Regions from separate parts of the Mus musculus genome. Here region 2 is linked to region 1. A link is a contact called in public Hi-C data. All regions are on one chromosome and are shown on one strand. Each heading gives the region's core, a stretch centred on a gene start, on an enhancer-like site or on the middle of the called end of the contact. The rest is flanking DNA. Distances are from core to core; before and after follow the strand shown.

Region 1 (7,084 bases), core at 2,677-5,176:
CGTCTCTACCTCCCCAAAGTTGGGGTTGTAAGTGTGTGTCTCCACACTTGGCTCTGTAAAAACTGGGTTCTGAGGGTTTAACTTACATCCTTGCAAACATTGACTGAGGTGTCTCCTTAGTTCCCACAATGAATATTTTCCTTTTTTTTTAATTTTGGTTTTTGTTTGTTTTAAGCTGTTACCTGGTTCCAGTGAGATGTCAACAGCTAAGAGTTCTTACCACTCTTGCAGAGGACCAGAATTGGGTTCCCAGTACCATATCCAGTGGCTCATGGCTGCTTCTAACTCTAGATCAAGGGAATCTGATGTGATCTTGTGGCTTTCACCAGTTCTATCTGTCTGTCTATCTGTCTATCTATCTATCTATCTATCTATCTATCTATCTATCTATCTATCTATCTATCTACACACATATCGAGAGAGAGAGAGAGAGAGAGAGAGAGAGAGAGGTTTTAACATTCAGACAATCACAAACAGTGAGTGTGTGATGGAGCGCCTGAGTGCAGAAGGTGGCACCCCCAAGGTTAACAGGTTGCTGAGGATGGACCAGGGAGGAAGGGTGGGCCCATGTCTAGCCTCAGCCAGTGCAGAGACAATGGGAGTGGCTTGAAGTCACCTCTTTCCCCAGCCTGGCAGTCAGCAGCATGTCCTTAGCACCTGACCTTCTATGAGGGCTGGTTGGTCACCTGACAAACGTCCACCTCTCCCTTGGGGACTGAGGGCAAGAACTGCACATAGGGACCTCTGCATAAAGGATTATTGGAGGAAGAATGGAAGGGCAGGGAGAGGGCAGAGGAGGGACTGAGGCGAGCGAGCCTTTGGCAGTAGTAAGAATTGAACCCAGGGCTCTGCAGCTTAGTCACACCCTAGCCCTGAGCATCTGATACTCAGACTTCCACTTTCCCTTTCTGGGGAAAGGAAGGATTTGCTTTCGTTTTCTCTCCCAGTGATAACAATTAGAGTAAGTCATAGGACTCAAGGCACAGCTTGTAGGGCAAGGCTGTGGCTTGCTGGAGAGCCATTCGCCTCACCCCAGATCCCATTCTCAGGCCTGAGAAAGAAAGAAGAAAAGGAAACTAAAGAGTCAAAGGAAAAGGAGCGCTCTCTTAATTTTCTTTTTTCTAATTTTCCTTCCTTCCCTCCCTCCTCTCTTCCTTACCCTTTTCTTCCCCCACTCCTCTTCTGTCCCCCTCTTTTGCCTCCCCCCCAATCCCTTTTCTCTTTGCTTTTGCACAATGGATTTCTTTTTGCAAAGGTAAGTAACTGTCAAAAATCAAACATTTTATGCGAAAGTGGGGATTTGGAGCCGGATGTGGTGACTCACACCTGTAATCCTAGCTCTCAGGAGGCAGAGGCAGGGGGATTTCTGCAAGTTCCTGAACAACATAACAAAGCTTCATCTCAAAAAAAAATTTTTTTTAGTTAAAAGTCAATGAATAATAAAGTATGTACTATTATAGGAGTTCCCCCCCCCACCTCACCACGGGGGAGGGGACAAAATGAATGGATAGAGGTGGGCACCAGTGGGTCCTGACAGGAATCTAGGCCACGCCTGGACAGAGAACAGAGAGAACACAGCACAGACCCAGGGAGTTAGGAAGCAGAATCAGGTTGTGATTCAGGGAGCTCAGACAGGGTCAGCCTTCTCAGACCAAATGACAGAGTTTAGAAGCCAGGACAATGGCTCGGGGAGCAAAGTTGATAGCTATCAAACCTTAGGACCAGAGTTCAGTCCCTGGGAGGAAGATGATGGAGGACAAGATCCGCCCCCCTCCCCAGCCATCCTCTGACCCCCACATGTGTGGATGTGCAGAAATAAATAAATGTAATGGAGAGGTTTAGCCTGAATGCAGCCAGGACTGATCACAGAGCTAAAAGTGGGATCGAGAAAGTAGTGAAATGCATGTCAGATAAATGGCGAGGAGATGGCACCAATTCTTAAGTTAAAAAATAGAGAAAAGGAATGAGAACGAGGCCTTTTTTTCTTGGTGGTTCGCGCTTTGATCGTATTTGCACACAGCATTGTCCTCTTCTTCTCTTTTCTTTATTTCAAAGTCATATGTACACCAGGCTAGTCCAACACTCACTATGTAGCAGAGGATGGCCTTGAGTGAGTTTCTATCCTGTCTTCATCTCCGGGCTGTTGGGATCACAGACCAGACAGGCAGCTCACCCAGTGAGCCAGGGCCCCCCCCCCCCCCGGCGTCTCCTTGCCTGCTCTCCTTTTTTAAAAAGATGACATGGAGTCGCTTTAATGGACACTCTGACTCTTTCCTCAGAGATAAGAACCACCAGATGTTTAAAGTTTACCCTTCGAGTTCATGTTAAACATTGTCATCCACCAGCCGGGGTACACAGAGACATGTCTTGGCTTTTTTTTTTCCATTCCTTTACTTTCCAGAGCTCAACCCCATAACCTGTCCTCACCAGCTACCTTTTTTCCAGCCCCTTGGGCGACTCCTGCTCTCCCCACACCCGTGACCTTCCCACCTCCCTCCCTAGATTCTTCCAGGGTAAATCTTATCTTCCTCTTCCTCTCCCTACCTTTGTTTTCCTCTTCCCCCTTTTACTCTCTCATTCTGAATTCCTTCCATTTTTGGCATATTGGACCTGGCTTATGTGATTACTGTTAGTTAGCTTTGTGATGCTGTAACAGAATACCTGAGACTGTCAAATTAAAAAGAAGAAAGGGTTTTTTGAAGTCATAGTTCAGGGCCTTTCAGCTCACGGTCAGTCGGTCCTGTTGGTTTAGTGCCTGTGGTAACCAACCACATGTGCACTGGAGCACATGCAGAGAGAACTGCTTGTCTTCTGGTGGCCAGAAAGTCCCCCTACCCCCAGGGTGTTAGTGACAGAAAGACCAACCTTTTATATTAAAAAGTATATTGTAGGTTTTTACAAGTATACGTTCGTATCAAAAAAGAACTGTCTAATGCTAGCAGATTGGTACCCTAATAACCCCACAGTGGGTCCTTTCCCACTGGTCCAATTTCCTCCCACTGAATCCCACCTCTTAAAAACTCTGCCACCTCTTGGCAGTGCCATGATAAAGATCCAGCCTTGACACACATGGGGACCACCATGTGCCACGGCAGCTGCTCACCCTCATAAGCTGGATCGCCTCTATTTTAAGTGGTGAGTGTATTAAGTCTCTGCTTTATCAGACAAACTAAGAACTGCCCGAGAGGTGGGATCGTATCTCTTCCTGTATCTGTCATAACCTACAGTGCAGAGGTAAGCTTAAACAAGGTGATCAGTAACTGCTTAGCGAGTGAATAAAACCATTCTGAAGTTTTTTTTAACCCATGTGTGTGTTTGTGTGTGTGTGTGTGTGTTATGTGTGCATAGATGTGCATACAGAGGCCAAACACTGGGTGTCTTCCTCAAAAGCAGGCTCTCTTGTTGAATCTAGTGTCCACTGATTTAGCTAGAGATGACCAAACTGCCCCATGGGTTCCCCGGCCCAGCCTTTTATGTGGGTGCTGGGAACCCAGACTCAGGACTTCATGCTGATGTGGCGTGCACTTTACTGACTGAAGCATCCCCCTGGGCCCTGAGAGGTTTTCCTATGTCGAAGCTGATGACAGTCTCCTGCTTCTAGACACTCCAGGGAATTCTTAGCTTTGTGTATATAGACCTCAAAGCCTTTGCCGATACCAGCAGAACCATTATTTCAGTAGCATCCGGTTGCCTTGCAGTCATATGCTTTATTTTATTCATTTCATAACTTTACTCTGAGAAAAGGAAGCTGAAGACCTTGGTGCCAAAATGGAGATCAGAGTTCCCAGGCCCTTTTGACACGTGTCGGTGTATAGAAATGACGGAGAAGCAGGTCCTCTCTGTGTTTGTCCCTTCTGCTTCCTGGACCTCAAACATGATGGCGGAAGCTTCGGCAGCTCTCCGGGGGCCTTAGACATGGAAAACACGGAAGACAGTGTAACAAGGGAGTATTGTGGTTTCTGGCCCACAGGGTGCTGCACCAGCCCTGAGCTGATCGCTTCCTACGCAGAGGAGGAGGAGGAAATGCACTTGATGGTTGCTTTGGCTTCTGCTTCTCTGTGTTTCTCCATTACTTGCTGTTAGGCTTAATATAGCAAGCCTTTCTGAAGCCTGGTTGATAATGGTGTTAATGAGCCAGGCATGGTGGAGCACGTCTTTAATTCCAACACTGGAGGCAAAGGCAGGCAGAGCTCTGAAATCAAGGCCAGCCTAGTCTACAGAGTAAGTTCCAGGACAGCCAGGGCCACACAGAGGAAACCCTGTGTCTTAGTTAAGGTTTTACTGCTGTGAACAGACATCATGACCAAGGCAACTCTTACACAGACAACATTTAATTAGGGCTAGCTTACAGGCTCAGCAGTCTAGTCCATTATCATCAAGACAGGAGCATGGCAGAGTCCAGGCAGGTGTGATGCAGAAGGAGCTGAAAGTTCTACATCTTCATCTGAAGGCTACTAAATAAGGCCACACCTCCCAACAGTGCCACTCCCTGGGCCACACATATACAAACCATCACACCCAGTCTCAAAAAACAAATTAAAGAATGGAAGGAAGAAATATGGTATTATTGAGTCTTCATTCTCTAGGGAAAAAAATTATGCCAACCCAGAAAATGGGTTTTTCAGTGCTGGGTCTTGTACCTACTGTCTAAACGGAGTGAATTATGCGGCACATATTTTATTCTGTTTCCATTTTTGGTACAACACATGAACTTGAGTTCTCTGCAAGTTTCATTTTGTGTGTGTGTGTGTGTGTGTGTGTGTGTGTGTGTGTGTGTATGTAAACCTTCGTTCTTCCTCAAAAGACACAGAACATGTGTGACTGTACTGGTTGTGTGGCCACCAGCTCCTAATGTACACCAGTGGCCTTGTCAAGGATGCACTTTAAAGCATTTCTAAAGTAAGCAGTGAAGAGTGTGCTGACACCCATCGTCGTAATGATGCACTCAGTAATCATAATTGCCAGCACTGGGTCTTTTAAACGTTCCCAAATGGTATTGTTCTAGAGCCCAGGCTGGCTTCAAAATCACCAATGTTCTGTTTCATCAATCCAGTGCTGCGATTATACTTTCAACCCAAAATTTATCCTGCCTATAAGAAAAGCAGGAACGGGTATTGGAGCAGAAACTGGGGGAATGGCCAACCAATCATCGGACCAACCAGAGACCCATCCCATGGGCAAGCTCCAATCCCTGACACTATTAATGCTACTCTATTATGCTTGCATACAGGAGCCTAGCATGGTTGTCCTCTGAGAGGCTCCACCCAGCAGCTGACTCAGACAGATACAGACACCCACAGCCAAACGATGAATGGAGCTTGGGGATTCTTATGAAAGAGTTGGGGGAAGAGCTGAGGACCCCTAAGGGGATGGGAATTCCACAAGAAGACCAACAGAATTAACTAACCTGAACCCTTAGGGCTCTCAGAGACTGAACCACCAACCAAAGAGCATATACCAGCTGGACCTAGGCCCCTCCCTCTTGCACATTTGTAGCAGATGTTCAGCTTTGTTTTCATGTGAGTTCAAAAAAATGGGAGCAGGAGCTATCACTAAAGCTGCTGCCTGTCTATGGAATCTGTTTCCCTAACTCAGCTGTCTTGTCTGGCCTCAGTGGGAGAAGAAGCACCTAGCCCCACCCCACCCCACCCACCACAAAGACTTGATATGCCAGGGTGGGGGAATGCTGGGGGGGTTGCCCTCCACTCTCTCAGAGGAGAAGGAGGATTGGGGGGGGAGGGACTGTGGAAGGGGCAGCAGGAGGGGAGACAGCGATCGGGATGTAAAGTGAATTATAAAAATATAAAAAAATAAAAATAAAAGATGCCACGGCCACTGCTGGCTACAGCAACTGTTGTCCTCGGGCAAGGTTCTGCTCCTCACTGAGGTGATCTATGAACGAAAAGGTAAGTGGCCTACAAATGATGTCATCAGCAGGTGGCCTGAGAGTCAATAAGAGGCAACCACCAGGTGCTTGGTGGGGAGGCCCGGGCAGTAGGGGAAGAACTGGAGTAATGGATCACCAGGGAAACACTGGTTGGAGCCCATGTGAGCTTGGATGATGTCCTCAGTAAAAGTCTACGATTCCTCCAGGTGGCATCGAGCCACCTTGCCCTCATTGTCCATACAGCTTTGTGACAGCTTCTAATGCTTCATGTGTTCCGGGAGAGATCACTACCTCTCATGAGGACAGAGTCCCAGAAAGGATGGTTAGTGTCTACACAAATTCCCCTGGGTGGATATTATTTCTCACCAGTGGATCACATCCCTAAGCAAGCTACCTTCATCTGACATTTCTTTAAGATTACATAAAGGAGACCAGATCATAGCTCAGTTGGTGGAGTGTTTCCCTAGAATTAAAGGATTCCTAGGTTTGAGTCCCAGCACCTCATACAACTGAGTATGGTGGTCCATATCTATAGTCCCAGCATTTGGAAAGCAGAGACAGGAGGATTACAATGTTAGGGTCATCCTTGGCTACAGAGTCAGTCTGTGATTTCCTTGGGCTAGACCCTGTAATGCGTAAATCATTATGGTCCATTTTCAGTCTGAGGTGCACATCAGAGAGTCATGGAGAGCAGGAGGTTCTAGGCCCCTGTCTTCCCTAGGAGGCTGCTGGACCTGATTCCAAGTTCACCACAGGCCTGAAAAGTCACAGACAGTCTACTTTGAGACTGAGCCCAGTATGAGGAAAGGAGGGAATGTCAGGCCCAGGGTAGGCATTAGATAAGGCTTTATATCTTGGACCAATGGCCTAGGGAATCTGGAGAAGGGACAGTATCAGGGAGACTGTATCGCCCTGGACGACTCAGCCGATGAGGAATTCAGGGGCAGAGAAACGCAATTAGAAATATAACAACACATTTGTATCAAATTGCCAGTTTGGTGGTTTTTATCTTCTCTCTAGGCTGATGCCCAAGACTTTAAAATAACACTGTTAGTCTCCAGTGCTCTTGTTACAAAGCAGGATCTTTATCTTGTTTCTCACAACCCTGTTCATAGATCCATAGACAGACAGACAGAAAGACTGAATGAATTACACACACAAAGCCAAGTATAGGATCTCACTTTTTCTTTTAAGTTT
Region 2 (7,084 bases), core at 2,449-4,948, 110 kb after region 1:
AAAGATGCAGAAACTCCATCTTTCCCAAAAAAACTTCCTTTATTTCCCCCCTCCCAAAGCAATGCCCCCTTATCTGTGCCTTCCTCTTTATAAAGCTGGTTGGCATCCTTGTCATGTTCCATTATCAGGCCTGTGCTCATCTACTCTGGGCTTCATACTCCCTGGGCTTAAGCCTGAAGCCAGAACACAGTGGGGCACCATAGTGGATCTATGTGGTATTGGTTGTATCAGGTAAAACAGAGCAAAGGGAGGGAGGGAAGGAGGGAGGGAGGGGCGATAACAAGCCGGAGCCCCTGGTCCCAGGACAAAGGGAGATAGCAAGGCTGTCACTGCCAGAAAGGGGCTAGCTGGACAAGGGGAGAGCCTGGTCAGACCGGCTTGTTCTCACTCAGTCTGGATCTTTCTAAAACCCCATAAAGGAAGCTAGTTCAGGCTAAGAGTAGAGAGCATGGGTGAGTGTCTGCCCAGGTCCTGATGCAGAGCTGTGACTCTAGAAGTAAGCTCCTATCCAGCCTGGGATACCTTTCTGTCTAGCTCTTTTTGTCCTAATGTTCATCTTACATCTGGAAGAGCATTGTGGATCTGCTTTTCTCATTTGCCTGGCCCTGGCCATCCCTGCCCTGGGTCTATGGGAGAAAATAGCCCAGCCTTGATGTCGACAGCCAGGAACAAACAGCATTGAGGTCATAGAATACAGATAGATAGTTGATTGGGGCCAGCGACTTCCAGATTAACTATAGGATAGCAATCTTGGCTTTTGTCCACCTCTACCTCTAGGGGCTAGGCTGGTGTCTTAATCTCTGTTTCCATGTGACCATCTCATGCCAGGACTTAAAGGCTCCTCCTCTGGTTCTTAGTTCCCAGGAACACAAGAAGCATCATTCTGGTCTAGGAATCTCAGTTTGCTTCCTGCCAGACTCCTTCAGAACTGGTTATAGATACTGAACAGGATTCCCTTTTTGCCTTCTCAGCCAGGAGCCAGGTCTTGGAGGCTCGTGCTACTTAGTTCTGCATTCATCCATTAGCTCTCAACTCTGGGAAGGAAGTGTGTTACCAGGGCCTGGGGTCCTGCCCTCCGGAACTGTTGCTATAGGAAATGATGCTCATAATAAAACCAGACCTGAATGAGCTCTAAGCAGGTGACAAAGGGATTGTGGACTGTGTGTGATATGTAAATCTTGCAAGGAGAAGCCATTTACCGGGGTGGCTCAGAGGGAAATGGGCAGGACCTGGGAAGGTGAAAGTGGACAGGTTGAGGGGCACCATTTAAACAGTAAATCACTGTCCTCCAAGTGACATAGGTTATTGCCACCAGACGGGCTGCCCCAGAACCAGCAATATGGCACATCTGGGCAAACACCAGTAGGCCAGTTTTGCAGAGAGAGAGGACATGGAGGATGGGAACTCAGGAGAGTCCCCAGGCAGAGCTTGGTCTCTGTTTGCGAGGGTTTGACGAAGCTGGGCTTTGTGTAAGAGAGAGGAGCGTATGGAATGAGTGGGATCCGGTGTCCTTGGCCCTAGGCCTAGGAAAGCAGTGTGAACTGGGTACCCAATCCAGGCACCAGGTGTACTTGGCAAGATCCAAAACCTCAGCTCTACTTTCTACCTTCCTGGGTGACGTCACCTCTGAGGCTTCCGGTGTGTTTGTTCCCCTGTCCTCACCCTAGTTACTAATCCAATCCAAGAGGCTGGCTCTGTGTGTGTCTTAGTCTCTGTACCCATGTGACCACACGTCACCCAGCTGGTAGAGTGGTACTCAGTTCCTCAAACCCTTCTCTTGCTTTTCTTCCTTATCCTCTCTATAGAATATGAGCCATGCATGTCAATCATTTTCTTCTCTTTACAGACGGAGAAAGAGACAACTCTGTGTTTGAGGTCTGGGTCTTTGGGCTTTCTTTGGCGCGTTTATAGTTGGTCGCCTGTTAATGTAGATACTGTCATGGGCCAGGCTGGTGGTGATAGGTTAAAATTTGACCCCCATCCCAAGCTGCCACTATTCAATCCCAGGCTGCCAGGACTGCAGACTCAGTGTGTCAAAGAAGCATTGGACTTTTGTTTGAAATCTCATTTACAATTTTTGGCAACTGATTTAGAAAAAAGTGGTGGGGGCGGGGGTGGGGCTATAGCTGAACCAAGTTAAGTCTGATGGTCACTGGGAGGGAAGCTCTGTCCCATGTCACCTGGTCACTGGTCACTAATAGGGTCTCCTTCTGGGTCTTTGAGCAAGCATGGAGAGGGTGTCTGTTTCTCTGGCCTTTGTGTTAGGGAAAAGGAAAGAGCTAAGCTTGGGGAAAGGGAAGCGGAAGCGGCTTGTGGGTGCTCTGTGCATCCAGCCCAGCTGCCCCGTTCCCAGAGCACATACTTTCCGTTTTCCTCGTCGCTCATCCTGAATTCTGGAATCTTCTGGTAGTTAGTTTATCCACTCGCTTCCTTTTTCCGAAGATTGAAATGACGACTGCTTGAAACTATTTTCCTCTGGTTGGGTTTTTCCTTGGTGACCTCACTCAGAGACAGATGTGCCTAATAATAACAACATCAAAAGTTAAGGAGAATAAATCAACCAGCTGGTCTGTTCCCTAGAAGAGATGCTGCAGTTCCTAAATATGGGCTGTCCCCAGAGACATTGAGGGGGCCCAGCTTACCCAACAGGGCTCTCGTCACTGCGGGAGGATGGAGGTCCTGGGACACTTTGTTCACCCTCTGCCATTCTCAGGCTCCAAGGGTTCAGAAGATGCTCCACCCCCACCCTGGGACAAGCAGCCTTCCCAGACAGACAGCAGGTGGACATCTACAAGGACATCCCTCTCCCTAGGTCCTCAAAGGCAGTATGCATTTCAGCCCTGCCTCCGGGAACTGGGCCTGCACCCAGTCTGCAAAGAAGGTCTTTGGGTTGAGATCCTTAGCTTGGAGGATCCTCGGCTCCGGTGTCATTCCTTGGCCTCTGCCATTCTCAGAGTTTCATTCCCCTACCCAGTGAGAAAGAGCTGTGATAGTCTACGAGAATCGAGAATCGGGAACCTTCTGTAAGCGTCGCAGATGAGAAGGGGACTCTTGTGTGCACCAAGTACTCTGTCTCCCTCTGGGTAGTGACACATAGGAGTGTTGCCGCCGTGTTTATTGGTTTCGTTCTCTGATGGTCTTGAGATGCTTGGTGGAGTCTCAACAAACAAAGGTTAAGTCCCTGTAACCAAAGGCAAAAAGTGAAGGAACCACTGAGTGCCCCTGCTCTATTGAGTGGGAAACCCCACTCCCCACTTCCGTGGACATACAGGCTGCCAGGGTGACGGGTTGAGCATGATTCCAGTTCTGTCACCTTGGGGACACTAGCAGAGGTAGAATATGTCCCTGTTTGCAACCTCTGAAAGAGAGAGGCAAGTATGCTATCTCTGGGATGGCCCCGTGGGATCCTCATACCGCAGCGTAGAACGGGCTAAGTAAGAGCCCACTGCCACCACCGGGGGCCCCACGGTGACAGATACAGGAGGACCAGTGATGAGTCAGACTATTTATGAAAGTCACACATCCTCATAGACGTCAGGATGACCCTGGCCTCAAGTTCTGAGGGTGACGAATCTTGCTCGTACTTGGGGGTTCACTGGTGTGCCTTTTTGGCAACCCGTTTCCTGTGCCTCGCCTCCAGCGGTCTGCACGTGAACAGGAGCATGGCCGCTGAACTCTCAAGACCGGGAACAGCCTGTCAGAAGAGGGAAACTGGGTGACTCACGGCCCAGTCGGGAGCTGCAAGTCAGCTTCTGCCAGGACGGGGCTGCAGAAGTGTCTTCAGAAGGCGGAAAGGGTTTCTGGTGCTCAGGAGGTCTGCACTGTGTTACAGAGTGCCCTTAGCCACGAGCAACTCAGCGCTACCTCTCAGAAATATGAATTGCTCCAGTGTGCCTTGCTTGGAAATAATTTTCTAAATATAGCTGTGGGATCCGCCTGTAAGCCCTTCCTCAAAAGTTTCCTTGTTAGAAATTCCTGAGGTGGGAGTTCCCTGCGCTCAGCCCTGTCCCTTCTGTGTGTCCACCTGTGTCCATGGCATTTGCACTAGGAGCCTGGAACTTCTCTGCCTCCGTGGCTCTGAGCGTGAGTGCTACAGAGGCCGTTTCAGAAGCAACTTTCCTTCTGCAAGCTGCTTGTGAAAGGGGGGCAAAGGTGACCTTTGAGCTCCTTCTGCTTTCTGTGGCGAACTTCCTTTCAGATGCCTGGCTTTCTAAAATGTCATCTTCCAGCCAGGAAAAAGCAGTGTGTGTGTGTGTGTGTGTGTGTGTGTGTGTGTGTGTGTGTGTGCGCGCGCGCGCGCGCGCCTTCTGCCTCAGGAACAACAGAGCAGAGGTGCTCACAGTAACCCTCCCCAGGGCGCCCTGGCTTGGGATGGGACTAGAAGGCCTCTGGTGGCCTCTCTGCTAGACTCGTGGATCTGACTATCCTGTGAAGACTCACAGATGCTCAGAAATGGCTCAGGTGATTCTTCTGGCAGAGAATCTGACTGGTCCTCTTTGTCTCTGTCATCCTGGAAAGGTGGGATTCAGGCTGAGGGCCAGGGTGGAGGAAGAGGGTGTCAGGTCCTGCTGTTGACCAAGCTGCCCTTCCTCAGCATCATCTCCTGCAGGCTTGTGCTGTTGGGGCTGAGAGAGCAGACAGAACTTGGAAGAGGTTCAGTGTTTCTGACTGTAGCAAGCCTCGCCCAAGCAAAGTTGGATTTAACTTTGAGAACAACCTGTTGTCATCGTCAGCTGGTGGTGTTGGCCGAGTGGTATTTCCATGTCACAAGGATGGAGAAAACTGAAGCTCAGAGAGGTTTGGTATCCTGCCCAGGACCTTCAGGCAGGACTAACAGGAGCCGAGCTCAAGTTCATCTGGCTATAAAGTCACATGTTACAAATGACAAAGGAGATAGCCTAGCTGAATGATGCAGACCTGGGACTCTCAACAGGCTTTCTCCTTACCATCTCTAGCACCTTCGGCAAATTGTCTAATCTCTGTGTGTCTCAGTGTTCACATCTGTAAAATGGGATCATGAGAGCACCTCCATGACAAGTTAGCATACATTCACTGTACCTATCAAATGCTTAGCACTGCATCTACCTGTCCAAAGTCCTTAGTACACAAGCTGGTTACCACTGTTTCCATGTGCTGGGGCTCTGCCCTACCTACCCTGCAGTCCCTCAGGCGGAGGAGGAGGAACTGAGCACTCTGGCCCCTAACTCTGTAAAGTTCTCCTTAGGCAGTGTGTTGGGAGTGGCCCCCTCACCCATCTTGTCTGAGAGATAATCCCTAAGACTGAGTGCTGGGCCGATTGTCTGCTGCCCAGAGAGGGCCCTCAGTAAATTTCCATCTACCAGAAACTCAACCTTGTTTTTTTGCATTTACCAAAGTAAAAATAAAATCTCTGGGGAGACAGGGAGGGAGGGGGCCTGGGGAGGGTTGTGGGACAGCCGCAGTGCCTGGCTCTCTTTCCCAGACAAAGCTAAATGTCCCCTGTTCTCTGCCTTTTTCCATGAGGAAGTGTCCAGGAGAGGCCCACCCCACCCCCCTCGGCTCTTCCTGGTGGCCACTCCCAGCTTCCGACTATTGTTACCTCCCTCTCAGCCTTGTGAGTTGGAGGGAGGCTGAGGCGGGCCAGCTCCTGGTGCAGGCATGGGCTCTGTGTGGTCAGGCATTTCCCCATCTGCCACCTCCTCCTCCTCCTCCTCCTCCTCCTCCTCCTCCTCCTCTTCCTCCTCCTCCTCTTCACTGCTGTCATTTTTAGTTCTGGAAGGAGGAGAGAAGCCAAGCGGTGACCTTCACATCAGAGACAGCGATTGCTGGGCCACCTGGCAGGGAAACCCAGGAACATGAAGGGCACCTCAGCTCTCGGGCAGTAAAAACAAAGACTGGTTTGCAGGGATGGCAGTCCCCTTTGGCAGCAGCTCAGGAAAGTCAGGCTTGGGGGAGAAGAATTACCTGAAGCAAGGTCTCTAGTGCAAGATCTTTCTTTGCTGTGGTCCCTAGAGTCCCAGCTACATGCGATGGCTGTCCGTGAAAACATCCAAAGTCCCAGAGCAAGAGGGAAAGAGAAGAAAGTAGCCCAGACCCCAGACCTTTCCAGTCACGAGTGTTTTGGATAAGGGAGATAGACAGATGAGGGACAGGAAGATGGCATGTCCTGCAGGGTCTCAGGCACACAGAGAGTGGGGTGTGAAGTGAGTGGGGGAGGGGAGTATCCACAGTGGCCCCGAGGCTATGCTGGGACCCTCTTTCTCTGTGGGTGTTTAGGGAGCCACGGTGGCACTCCACGGCGGCAGGCCTGTCCTTGCCAGCTGTGTCCAGGGCCTTTCTCCAGGGTTCTGGCTGATAAGAGGAAGAGCGGTTTGTGGAGCATCCCGGGGAACAGTCTGGATACAGCCTTTGGTGTAGCAACTGAGCCTTAAGTTACAACAGAAAAAAAAAAAAAGGCAGCTAGGCAGGCCGGACCTTCTGGGGAGCCACACAAAAAAAGGCTTTCTGTCTGCCCAAAAGGTGCTGCTTAGGAGAATGGTGACAGACAGCTACCCCCTCAGCAAGGCGATGCCTTCCATGCCTGAGCAATCAGGGGTTGGTCCTGATGAAGAACAACCATCCTGGATCTCCTGTTCCAGGCCGGCAACAGATTCTGAAGGAGATACAGAGTATCCCTCTCCCAACAATAACATTGACCTAGACGCCTAACTTCTTCTCCTGATGGGTCACAAACAGCCAAACCACAGGGACACTAAAAATGCTCTGTAAGATCACCTTGGGGCTATGTGGATGCCGGGTGGATTGAAACAAGGAGTTTCACGTGTAGACTTGGGTCCAGTCTTTAAAAGCTACAACATGGTGTGTGTGCACACACTCTAAGACCTGGAAAAAAGTCTAAAGCATTTCTGGCCCCAGATATTTCGCATAAGGCGCGCTCAGCCTTCCTGGACTCACCTGTGTGTGCCTCAGCTCTCTTCCTAATCCCACCCTGCTCAGGCGATTCTTTAAAAAACGGCTCCAGGCTGCCCCCTGGTGGGCACAAAGCAAGGGCTGGGTGGGAAGGCGGGGCAAAACAAAAGAGGTTTCTTCGACAGGTTTGAAAGTC

What was found. Hi-C and Micro-C count contacts between places; a contact is called where the count stands out from the background.
Region 2: a Hi-C map of bone marrow-derived macrophages shows a contact between it and region 1, with 50 read pairs. The contact joins two enhancer-like sites. A contact is called at or near these places in 1 of 15 datasets of contacts at CTCF or cohesin (CD8 T cells), 19 of 484 Hi-C or Micro-C datasets (the 4T1 cell line, CD4 T cells, the CH12 cell line and 14 more), 32 of 115 datasets of contacts at active chromatin or transcription factors (the 230-238 cell line, CD8 T cells, the HPC-7 cell line and 22 more) and 1 of 9 other capture datasets (bone marrow-derived macrophages).

What each region holds. Positions count from the first base shown.
Region 1 is chr1:180,292,350-180,299,433 of GRCm38.p6, forward strand. No RefSeq gene overlaps it. Among named protein-coding and RNA genes, the nearest start is that of Gm39713, 13 kb to the right of the region's middle. Within about 2 kb of position 3,927, at least 72 of the 459 cell types and tissues checked have an H3K27ac peak or open chromatin away from gene starts, as enhancers often do. A contact at or near this core is called in the 230-238 cell line, CD8 T cells, Th17 cells and 6 more, where this site is marked.
Region 2 is chr1:180,400,268-180,407,351 of GRCm38.p6, forward strand. The region is part of intron 2 of Itpkb (inositol 1,4,5-trisphosphate 3-kinase B); the gene reads left to right. It overlaps Gm39712 (a long non-coding RNA gene), which reads right to left. Exons shown (of 5, transcript XR_003948302.1): 1 at 4,718-7,084; 2 at 4,441-4,625; 3 at 3,270-3,694; 4 at 3,019-3,181; 5 at 1-2,520. Among named protein-coding and RNA genes, the nearest start is that of Gm39712, 4.6 kb to the right of the region's middle. Within about 2 kb of position 3,699, at least 216 of the 459 cell types and tissues checked have an H3K27ac peak or open chromatin away from gene starts, as enhancers often do. A contact at or near this core is called in the 230-238 cell line, CD8 T cells, Th17 cells and 6 more, where this site is marked.